2 separate regions of the Gossypium hirsutum genome follow, and region 2 is linked to region 1. A link is a contact called in public Hi-C data. All regions are on one chromosome and are shown on one strand. The core of a region is the stretch at or near the end of the contact, and the rest is flanking DNA. Distances in the headings are between cores, read along the strand shown.

Region 1 (5,952 bases), core at 1,941-4,440:
GTTTATTTGACTCAAGCTCTCTATTTAATCTCTCAAGTAAGCTTTCTTAATCTATCATTGTGCACATGCTCTTTTTTATTTTGTATCAAAGTTTTTTAGAATAGTCAATCACTCAACAATAGTGATTAACTTAAAAGAGAATGATGACATATTAAGATATTTGTGGGCTTTCGTCATAAATATTAAGAATTCGTAAAATAATGTTAATATTTAGATTTCCACTATACTTTTTGTTTTATTTTATTTTTTGCAAATTAAGATATTAGTTTACAGACAAATAATTCGTCTTGAGATAGTATAAAAATATTTGGAATAACCAAAAGTATTATTTAACTGATTAATTAATTGAAATAACATTTTTTGTAATTATTTAAATAATTAAAAAATATTCAAATTTATCACCTAAACAAATCTAGCAATTATAAATTGTGTTTGATTGTATTATAAAACAATTATAGTAAGTAGTATTCTTCTAAAAGATAATATAATCTCATTTTCAAACTCTACTAAATGCGATTGATAAAATTTTAATATTTTAAAATTTTTAGATATAAATCTCAAAATTATATATGAACTTTGATTTAATTAAGAACAATACTTTTTTTTATTCATTTAACTGAGAATTTTGGTTGGGAAGAACATAACCCATGGTTTTAGGAGACAAAGTCAAGAGGCTTAAAGGGTGGGTGGGTTAGCAGTGGGAAAGGGATGGTGGGAGAGAGGGAAAGAATTAGAGTAAGGGGGAGGGATGGTGGGGAAGAGGGAGAGGGATGGGAGAGTGATGATAGGGGGAGGGAGACGAGAGAAGAGGATGAGAGAATGATGGAAAATGGCCGCTCCCTTTACATCTGTAATGAAAAATGGTTAGTGGTGATTGATTTTTTATTTTTCGAAAATTTAGTGATTGAGTTAAAAGTTGAATAACTGTTTTATCATTAAAATCAAAATTAGTAACTGTTGGTATTCTTTACTCTTTACTTAATTATTTGCACACTTAAAAAAACATTTGAGTCTTTAGTTCATACTTGTGTAAAATGGTCTTCTTTTTCATCTTCCATCATTGACTTTTTATATTTCTCGCACAGGCTCTTTTAAAGATTTCACGGTGATTAGCTTATATAATATTTTATTTTTAACTTGGTTACAATGTTAATGGGAATGATAAATAGATCTTTATAACATTTTTATTTTTTTTAACCAACCTAAATGTATTTTTATAAGAGTTGGTGTAGAATTGTTAGCACTATTAAAATTCTTTTATTGTGTAAAATTGTTAGTGCCATTATATTTCTCGCACAGGCTCTTATAAAGAATTGTTAGCATTCTAATTAAAGTGTTAACAAATGGATCTAAAATTTATAAATTCGAAAAGTAGAAAGACTAAATTTTTTAAAATAAAAATATAGAGATTAAATTTTAAATATACGAAGATTACAAAATTTTTGAACAAATTGTAACCTTTAAATTTTTACATTATAATTTAATTAAAAAATAAATAATTAACTCAACTTGTTCTTTTTATCACTATCAAGATATCTGTTTTTAGTCAAAACTTGACCACAGTGTTTTACATTATTTAAAAATATTGCATTTCTATATATGCCATTTTTATCCCTTAAATTGAAAGAAATCTAAATTCATAATTCTCGTAAGTGATTAGGGGATAAAATATTTTCAGGAACAAACAAATTATAATAATTTTTGTCTATATTTTCAGTCATTTTTTTATGTCTTACAATAAATTCATAAAAATAATTTTTATCACTATAGTTTTTTTTTATCTTTGATTAATTTGGTGTTTATTTTTATGAACCAACAAAATACTTATAATTTGATATAGAATAAATTGTCCATTTTTATCATCAATCAAACTAGATCAATAATCAATGTTCCTTTTTTTCATTAGTTGTTTAAAAGTTAAATCCTTCTTAAACGTGGGCAGAATTAATAGTTATAATAATTTCTATACTAAAATAGGACGGTTTGGATTGGATTTGATTTAATAGGGTGGAATTAGGGGGGAAAAATGGTTTGAGGTGGATTAGGTAAATTTAGAAAATAGTCGGGCTCAAGTTTAGTGTAAACCCACCTCGCTTTGCCTGGAGTATTTACAAAATTACCTCTCGTTATATTAATTATTTAGATTTAACCCCTAATTGTTTTAATTCTAAAACTCTCCAAGACTACTTTCTAAACTAATATCTTTAAATTTTTTATATAAAAAATGGTGTGAAAATGGGATTGGAGTTGGATAGTCAAAATGGAACTTTGGATCAAAATTGGACCTATCCCCTTGCTATCCCTAATTACTTCTATAAAAAGTATTTTTGTTATTAACGAAAGAATAAAACCTACAAACTAAGTATAGCTATCATTTTTTTTTATAAATGATATATTTTTTAAAAATATTATTTCTATCAAATTAAATTCTAATATTTTATTTTATTCTTTTGGTGTTTATGACACAAAATTAATTTTTAAATCACAATATTTTCTAAAATAAATTGTCAAATTAAATTTTAGGTTTAATTCTAAAATTCATCCTCAACATTTTGTGGTTTTTTCACTTCAGCCCTTAACATTTTTTTATTTCAATCTCACTCACAATTAAGGGTGAGCGTTCGATCGAATCAAGTGAAAAAATTTCAAATTAATCGAGTTGACGAGTCCTATTTTATCATCCTAACTCGATTTGAATTTTTTTTAAATCGAGACAAGTGAAATGAGATTCGAGTCAAGTCGAATCGAGTGAAATTGTTCGAGTTAAATTAAAAAATTAAACATGCCAAATTAAAATCTTGTTATAGTATAACTAATTTTATGCTAGAGCACATAAATTTTAAACCATATATATTTGAAAACTTTTTAAAAGCAAAATAATAATAATACTTTAATATGATAAACTAGAATACTTATTTAGATCCCAATATTATTATTCTATAATTTTTTTATTTTTAAATTTTTTTATATATATATTTTAGAATTTTTTTTAGAAATTTTATAATTTTTTAAAAATATAAATTTTGAAACCTTTATAAATATTTTAAATTTTAAAAATTATTTTATAATTTTTATTGAAAAAGATACTAATTTACCTATTTTTAAACTTAGCACGTCGAAAAGTTATGAATTTTGAATGTTTCCAAGTCTAGAAGTGATGTTTTTTTTTTGTGGAATATAGGGCCACATTGAGCGAAGTAGTATCTTTGAAGGTTCCGCCTTGTGTCCGGGCACTTGGCTTTGGTCCTAAAGCTTTCTAATTCAATTTTCTTTCTTTGACTTTTCTCATCATTCCTACAATCAAACCCTGCTCTCCTCTCACCCTTCGCACACCTTACGGTTGTTGGAAAGAATATAAGTAATAAAGCACACTTTTGACTTCATTCTTCTTATCTTTCCCCCTCTCTCACAATTATTTTCTCTCATTTTCCTTTCTTTTCTCCTCTCGAAATCCTTATCTAATGCTATTGGGTGCCTCCTTGAGTTCACTGGATCGTAGCAGCTTCGTTTTTTTTCGAGCTCTATTATCTGCTAAGGATTTCAAGAGAGAAGAAATCAGGAATCGAGAAACCATCAATTCTTAAGACTTTCCACTTCAAATTCAGGTAATTTTAGCTCATCCATTTCTGCGATTACATACGAGAGATTTAATATTTTAACCTTTGGGGATAATTATTTTGATTTTGTTCTCATCTCGATCTAATTGGTCTCCACACTTGGAAACTATCTCTGGGTTTTTATAATCTTACCCCCAAGCTTTCCCCCTTTATTTTTTTTGGTTAATTTGCTGTACTTTCAATAAAGAATTAGCTGTATTTGTTGGATTTATGAAAAGTTTTCATTGGAGAAGGGCATAGGAGACCACTTGATTACTGGGTTTTCACTTAAATTTGAAGTTTCTTCAGCACTGTAAACCTAGTTACTACAGTGTTTCTGGGTTTGTTGATCAGTTATGATGGGGTGCAAATCTAGCAAAACGAAAGGAGGTGTTGTAGAAGTATCTTCTCAAGGCAGGACTGATTCTGGGATTGAATCAGACTTGAGCTCCTACGAGGCTGCTTGTAGAAATGATTCGACTTTGCAGCAATTTGATGCGACCCTCCATCAACGCACCAACGATGTCATTGGCACACTGGCTGCTAATATGGGTGTTCAAGCTTTATCTTTTGACTCACTCAAAGAGGTCACTGGATGTGTTTTTGAAACCAACCAAGAAGTGGTGAAAATCATCTTAGAATGTCAGAGAGATATATGGAACAATCCAGACTTGTTTTCTTTGGTTGAGGAATACTTCGACAACACTAAAAAGACTTTAGAATTCTGCACTGCTCTTCAGAATTGCCTCAAGCGTGCTCGAAACAACCAGTTAATCATTCAGTTGGCTGTTAAGAATTTCGAGGAAGAGGTGGGTTTACAAGTCGGGGATGATGAGAGGAAATTTGTGAAGACCTTAGAAGAACTAAGGAAATTTAAAGCAGCTGAGGAGCCATTCACTAAGGAGTTCTTTATACTGTTTGATTCGGTCCGTAGGCAGCAGGAATTAATGCTACGGAAATTGCAATCTCGGAAGAGAAAGCTCGATAAGAAAATGAAATCTCTGAAAACATGGAGGAGGGTGTCGAATGTATTGTTTGTAGCCACTTTTGTTTCAGTATTGATTTTCTCCGTGGTGGCAGCAGCCATAGCTGCACCGCCTGTTGTCACAGCTTTGGCGGGTGCAATGGCGGTTCCTATTGGTTCGGTCGGAAAATGGTGCAACTGGCTTTGGAAGCGCTATGAGAACGAGATGCAAGGGCAGAAGGAGTTAATAATCGGAATGGAGATCGGTTCCTGCATTACAATCTATGACATGGAAAACATAAAAGTGCTGATTAGCCGGTTGGAAATTGAGATGGAATCTTTATTGCATAATGCTGATTTTGCAGTTAGAGAAGAAGATGCAGTGAAGCTTGCAATCAATGAGATCAAGGGAAAATTAGAAGCATTTATGAAAACCATTGAGGAATTGGGTCAACAGGCCGAAAATTGTAGCCGTGATATTAGGATGGCGAGGACGGTAGTTTTGCAGAAGATGATGAAACGTTCTGGGAATTCATCAACGGGTGACAGCCCGTGGGAAGTGTAGCAATGAGGTAAATTTCAGTGTGTTAATGTTGTAATAATTTTATGCTGTATTCAAGGTAATGAAATTGCTCCACTGGATTTGATCTTATACGTATAACAGTTACATTGTTCAATTTTAGACTATTTTCTTGTGTAGAAACAAATCTTTCTTGATTGTGTGACCAAGGTTGGCAAAGGGAGGTCGAAAATAATTGCACAATTTCCACCTACAAATTTATATCAAATATCATACTTTATTTTATTAGGAATTCAATCAACCCAATTTTAAAATAAAATAAGATTAATTACTTATTTTATAATTAGGATCAAATTTAGATAATTTGTAAATATTGAGAGTTAAATTTTTGTTTTAATCATCAAATTGATTGAATATATAATTATTGAGAGTTAAATATGTTATTATTTCAATTTTAAAATTTTCATGTCAATAATCTTCTTTAAACTTAGCGACATTGAATATGATAAGCCTGCTATCCTAGCACGAAATAGTCTGCCTTCTCTGGCACGTTCCTTAGGTTTTTTTTCTTTTGTTTTTTTTGTTGATTGTTTGCTTGACGGCGGTGTGCTTTAAAAACTCTCATGTCTCTCGCATAGCAAAGTGGTATCCAAGATCGGGTCTTTCGCCTGCAATCAATGGAAACCGAATTAGCGGGATTAACACTTAATGAAGATGAAGAGCAGTCTCACAAATTCAAATAGAGTCGAATACAGATAGAGAAGCAGGGGTTTTCAGGTTAGTGGGTTGTTTCTTAACAGCTAGTATTATTCACTTCCCAGCAATAAAAAGCACTATGGCAAACCTGTGGTACCCTGTCCGGGGTGTTCAAA
Region 2 (5,958 bases), core at 3,188-5,687, 170 kb after region 1:
TGATATTCAAATCTTATCCTCCTTATGAATCAATCTCAACAATCCCGAACCTTACATCTGCAGATCCATTGGAGCTTGCACATATCAACAATATTTCACTTTCTACAATCTTCCCTGCAAACAAAGAGGTGATTGTTCCAGTGAACTGTTCTTGTTCAGGTCAGTACTATCAGGCCAACACTTCTTACATCATTCCAAATAAGCAAGTCGATTATTTTTCGATTGCCAACAATACCTATCAAGGGTTGTCGACCTGCAAGTCTCTTAATAAGGAGAATAGTGATTCAGGCTTGCAAGTTGGTTCGGTTTTACAAGTACCACTTAGATGTGCTTCTCCCACAAGAAATCAAACATTAAATGGTACTAAATTTCTAATGACTTATGTGGTTGATTGGGAAGACACCATCCATGATATCAGTAAGAGATTCAATGCTAGTATGGAAAGTGTTGGTGATGCAAACGGAATTGATTTAGATGACGCACTTATTTTTCCCTTTACAACAGTTCTTGTCCCATTGTCAACCAAACCTTCAAGCTCTCAAACTATAATTCACTTTCAACAACCACCCGCTTCTTCACCCACCACTCCAATAGATGTGATCAAACCCTCAAGGAAAAAATTCACTGTTTGGCTTGCAATCGGAGTTCCCTTGCTGGCACTTTTCCTTTTGCTGCTGCTGATGTTTTTACATCATAAGAAAACTAGGGAGGCTGCCAGAAAAGATAAGAGAAAGAAATGGGAGTTACCTAATGATGTTCTGGTGAGCATAGATCAAAATTTGAAAGTTTATGATTTCAAAGATCTAGAGGCGGCCACAGAAAATTTCAGCAACAAATACAAGATGGGTGCCTCTGTTTATCGAGGTGTTATCAAGGGAGAATTGCTAGCCATAAAACAAATGAGCAAAGCTGTAGATAAAGAGGTAAGCTTGCTGCAAAGGATTAATCATTTCAATCTAATAAGCCTTCGTGGGGCTTGTGAGCACTCTGGTGTCTTTTACCTTGTTTATGAGTTCATGGAGAATGGTTCTTTAAAAGAATGGCTTCAAAACAAGAGTTGCCAGAAATTCCAGGTATGGGGTTATAGAATTCATATTGCTTTAGATGTTGCTAATGGGCTTCATTATCTTCACAACTTCACCACTCCAGCATATGTGCATAAAGATATTTGTAGTGACAACGTGCTGCTTGATCGAGATTTGAGGGCCAAGATTTCAAACTTCAGTCTAGCTCGATCAGCAGAAAGAGAAGATAGCAGAAAATCATCGATGTGGAGTTCTCTCGGAACAAAGGGTTACAAGGCACCTGAATACATTGAGTATGGCTTGGTGACACCTGAGATGGATATATATGCCTTTGGGGTTCTTCTGCTGGAACTGATTACAGGAAAGCCAGCAATTTTTATGCAGGATGAAAAGGAAGTACTATTATCAGAAAGAATACTAACAATCATGAAAGCAGAGAATGCAGATGCTGAAATTGATCGCATAATCGATCCTAACCTGAAAGGACACCTCTGGATGAAACTTGCACGCCAGATGTTGAAATTGAGCATTGACTGCTTGGCAGAAGAACCGGAAAGCAGACTGAGCATGGCTGAAGTAGTTTCATATCTGTTGAGAATTCAACTGGATGCACAGCGATCAGAAGAACCCTTTCCATCGGAATGGCGTTAAAAGCATGGATAAATAAAATTAATATTTTCAGTAATGCACAATTCTTCGTAAATTGTATGCATGTAAAATGTATCTGTTGCTTTTCTCCATGAACATAAATAAGACAAGCCAAAAATCTTAAAAAAATGAAAACCAAGCAAAATATGTACAATAGATCAATCCCGGTTTTGCAAAACAAACTTGAACATTGGTTTTTTTTTCATGAAAACTACCATTGGACTGATGACTTGAGCAATTTATGTTTCTATCCTGGAAGACCAAGAGCCTTCCAGTATCTAAAAGGATGAGTAAATAAGAACAGAACAGCTAAAGACGATTTCTACCATGCTTGGCCAGTCAGAGGATGCTCCTGGAGCAGGCCCTCGCCTAATACCGCCAAGCTTAGAGCACCATTGATGGGATAAAAGTTCTCTATGTTTGGATCAATCCATTTTCTCTTCTCCTTTCCTTCAGTTTCTAAGACTTCCATTAGATTCTCCAACAACATGAAAGTCTCATCATTTCCTTTTGTTGCCATGGCTCAGTAAAATCCCAAAAGCAACTCTAACAATGTTTACCTACAAAGTCCCAAGCTAAAATTTTCTGGCCTTATTTGCTGAGCCAATCTTACCTATCAAATTGCATTTCAGAATTTGATTCAACAAGTTAATATTTGCAAATTGCAATTCAGATATAACACAAGACAAAAATTAAGATTCCTGAAAGACTGCAGGAAAAAAGAAGGTTGCCACAATAAAGTCTAAATACTTTGATTTTGTAGAAGGCAAACAACTCTATGCAGGGGCAATAACACTGTTGGAATAAACACTATAAACTCTAGTGAGATCTTCAGAGCTAACTGTCCATACATGACCGCGCAATGCCAGTGGAAGGACTCCATCAGTCTCCTCATACCTCTCTTCTACAATAACAGCCTCTTTTCGCCTGCCTTCTTGCCAAAGACTCTTCACGAGCAAGTCTTTTGTGGCAGCATCAGGCATTAAATTTGAATTTCTCATGTCTACAAAAACTCTATATGCAAGTGCAGCTCTTTGACACTTGCAATAAGCTTGGATTAACAACTTAAACATATAGGCATCTGGTTCCATACCACTCTGTCTAATCATCGAAAAGAGCTGCTGAACAGTTTTGATATCCCCCTGTAGTGCAAAGTGATATATCAACCCAGAAAATGTCTGGATATCTGGGCAAATACCATTTAGAATCATCTCATCAAGTATATCCAGGGCATCTGTATTCCTACGACACTTTGTTAATGCCCTCAAGAGAGAAGAATATAAAAGCATTAGATTGAACCTTGATATGTGACCACAGAGAGTTCTATCATTGCGGAAGACCTTCAAGGCAGCATCAGCATTCTTTGAAATGCCATAGAATTCAACAAGCAACCTGATGGTGCTGAAAGGCAATATCATTTGCTCCCTCCTTACTTTATTTATAAGTTTATCTACTAATTCAACATTTCCATGGCGTGCCAGTAGAGTCATCATTCTTTGCACTGTGTAAATGTCATGACTGAATCCTGGCTGAGAAGCTACCCAACAGAAGAAATTCCAAGCTGTCTCAGGTGAAGTGAAATTCCTCAGAACTTTGCAAACCAACCTACTAGTCCACACAAATTTAGCATCTTCTAATATAGTTACCACTTCAGGACTCCATTGTTTTAAGGCATTTGCCAAAGCTTTTGGATCCAACCATGGTTTCAGTTTGACCGTATGAACATCAACTCCCTCATTTACATCATCGTCACCATCCTCATCCTCATCCTCGTCACTACTATCCTCACAAGAACCTACACTCTTGATCCTTCCATCAGGCAACATTTCTACAAGAAACTCATCCGTCTCACCAGCAAACCCTGCCTCCTTCATTCGTTCCAAATATATTCGCATTGCCCGTCCAGGAAGTTTCCCATCCTCCCTCATTTCTTTAAGCAAACTTTTCACCACATCAAACCGTTCTCCACCAACAAACCCTTCAACCAAAATCAGAAACTGTTTCAAAGTCCTCTTTATTCTCATTGAAGGCAACACAGTGAACACTTCCATAGCGGCATCCAACTTCCCTAACCTTACAAGATGCTCTATCAAAATCGTGTAAGTCCTGGAATTTGGAATCACTCCTTGATCAATCATACCTCGAAAAGCTTCCACGGCTTCAAAATTCATATCCTTTTTAGCATAAAGCCCCATGACAATGTTGTGAGCCTCTGTTGATAGGCGATTTTCCTCATTCCTATACTCTTCCCATGTTTCCAAAACTTTTTGAAGGTCCCCAGCAGTAGAATACCAAAACAAAAGGTTCATGAAACTGGCTTTAACATTGTTAAATTTTCTATCTTTAGCGTCACCGATCAGGGCCTTGAGTTCCACCTTTCGCTTGAACTTAGCAAGAACAGTAGCAAAAGCAAAAATAGTATTCTGTGAATGCGCAAAGTTTGGAACTTGCTTAAGGTTTTCAAAGAAAGAAATGGCAGAGTCCGCTGAAGGAGCAGAACGAAAAGCGTTAGCAACAACGAAGGAGTCAAGGAGTCGAGTTTGGAGAAGAGGGTTGAGTGAGTTAGGAGAGTTGGAACGGAGAGCGAGTCGGATTGAGTCAATGAGCTTGGCTCGGTGAAGGTAATGAGTAAGTTTGTTGGGGAATGGGTCGCGTGCAAAGGAGCGAACTTGTTGGTTTAGGAGGCTAAACAGGTTTTTAGAAGGCGAGAATCGTTCAAAAATCATTGCAATTTTATCAAAATGGAAAGACTGGGAAATAATCATCAAGCTAGCTTTGGGTCATGGTTTTTTGCGATGACAAAAACACGAACAGTTGGTCTGCATGCGAGATCTTTGACAAATCATGTCTTCAACGGCTGGATCGCGCCCTTTGAATTATTACGGGTCTAACTCTGAGGTCGCATCTGCCATTTGCCATGGCTTGTGATAAGGGTTAAAAGGTCGAAACTTGGGAATTCTGACCCAAATTTGAAATCACAACCAAATTAAATTAACAATTCAACATATATAACAGACTTTATAAAATTATCAAAATATGCCGATTTTTAGACACTTCTAGTTGGAAGTGTTTTTAGGTGAAATGTAGAAAAACGTTTCCAGCTAAAATCGCTTTCTGCCATGTTACTAGTAAAATGCTTCCAGCCGAAAGCGTTTATAAAAAATGCTTCTAGTTAGACGCATTTTTCACCCAATGACTAATTTTAAAGGAGCGGACGAACTCAGTTGGGGGTCCGCCGTGTTTGTGATATTGTACCGAGATATGTGTCGGGTGAAACAATCACGAAAAATCAAAATTGGTAGTTACATTTTACTATTGCAATCATGAGCGTGGTACTGATTTCCATTTTTGTGTCCTCGAGTGAACTACCCGTATACATTCCCACTCATAACAATGTAAAATTCATTAGATATTACCAAAATAAAATTGAATAAAATTAAAATTAAAATTATTGTGCTAACAAGTTTTTTAAATAGATGGAACCGTTGGCTAAGTCCATAGGATTACCTACTAAGCTTCAAGATATACGGCTTCTATTAGACCAACGACCAGAAGATGAGGTATCTATTTATTTAAATTCGAACTATATAATATTAACGTAGTGGATTTTGTATTTAGTAGTATATATATAACTAATGTTTTTTTATCCATTGGTAGTGTACACTACCGTCGAGATGCACAAGACCAATAAAGCATTGCGGTAGTTCGGATTCCGGCAGTTGATTCACGTGGCTCCTCAAGACCTTGATTATTTGCATCCTATCAACTTGCGGCGGTCAGATGAGAATTGGTCGGTATTTCACTCCTAACATATCAACATGTGAAATAATCGGTATGATTTCTTACCTACTAGTGAACCTATTGTCGCTCCGGAGTTAGCATGTGATCCAAAGTACATGTAACACCCTAAACCCGGCCTAGACGTCTAGACCAAATTTGGAGAGTTACATCATCAATACTAAAAATACCACAATTATAACGCAGTCAAAATAAGTCATTCATCACATAATATCCATCACAACAATTAACTAAGCATAAAATCTTCACAAATACCATAACATCATAAAATACTAAAATTCCTAGTAGTAATACTTAAAAGAAAAATAAAAGCTTGACCGAGCTCTCGCAGCGCCGACCCGTTCAAGTCTGTGAACCACCTACAATTCAATTAGAAAATAATGAGTTGTGAACTCAGTACATAAAAGAGGTTCATTCATGTGTAATACAATTGAAAGAGCATTCTCAAATTCCTGAGATTTGATTAAGCAACAAAAGTCATTCCAGT

The links. A called contact is a pair of places that touch in the nucleus more often than the background predicts.
Region 2: a contact with region 1 is called in a Hi-C map of leaf, with 2.3 times the contacts expected there. The contact joins the promoter of LOC121211341 here to the promoter of LOC107926583 in region 1. A contact is called at or near these places in 2 of 34 Hi-C or Micro-C datasets (both in leaf).

Annotation. Positions count from the first base shown.
Region 1 is chrA12:16,431,424-16,437,375 of Gossypium_hirsutum_v2.1, forward strand. It overlaps LOC107926583 (UPF0496 protein At2g18630), which reads left to right and starts at 3,191. Exons shown (of 2, transcript XM_041084046.1): 1 at 3,191-3,605; 2 at 3,951-5,212. The coding sequence starts at 3,953. The coding sequence ends at 5,125.
Region 2 is chrA12:16,600,996-16,606,953 of Gossypium_hirsutum_v2.1, forward strand. It overlaps LOC121211341 (pentatricopeptide repeat-containing protein At5g66631), which reads right to left and starts at 4,438. Exons shown (of 3, transcript XM_041084055.1): 1 at 1,503-4,438; 2 at 1,002-1,376; 3 at 1-711. The coding sequence starts at 4,438. The coding sequence ends at 2,450. LOC107920464 (lysM domain receptor-like kinase 4) reads left to right here. Exons shown (of 1, transcript XM_016850196.1): 1 at 1-1,676. The coding sequence ends at 1,676.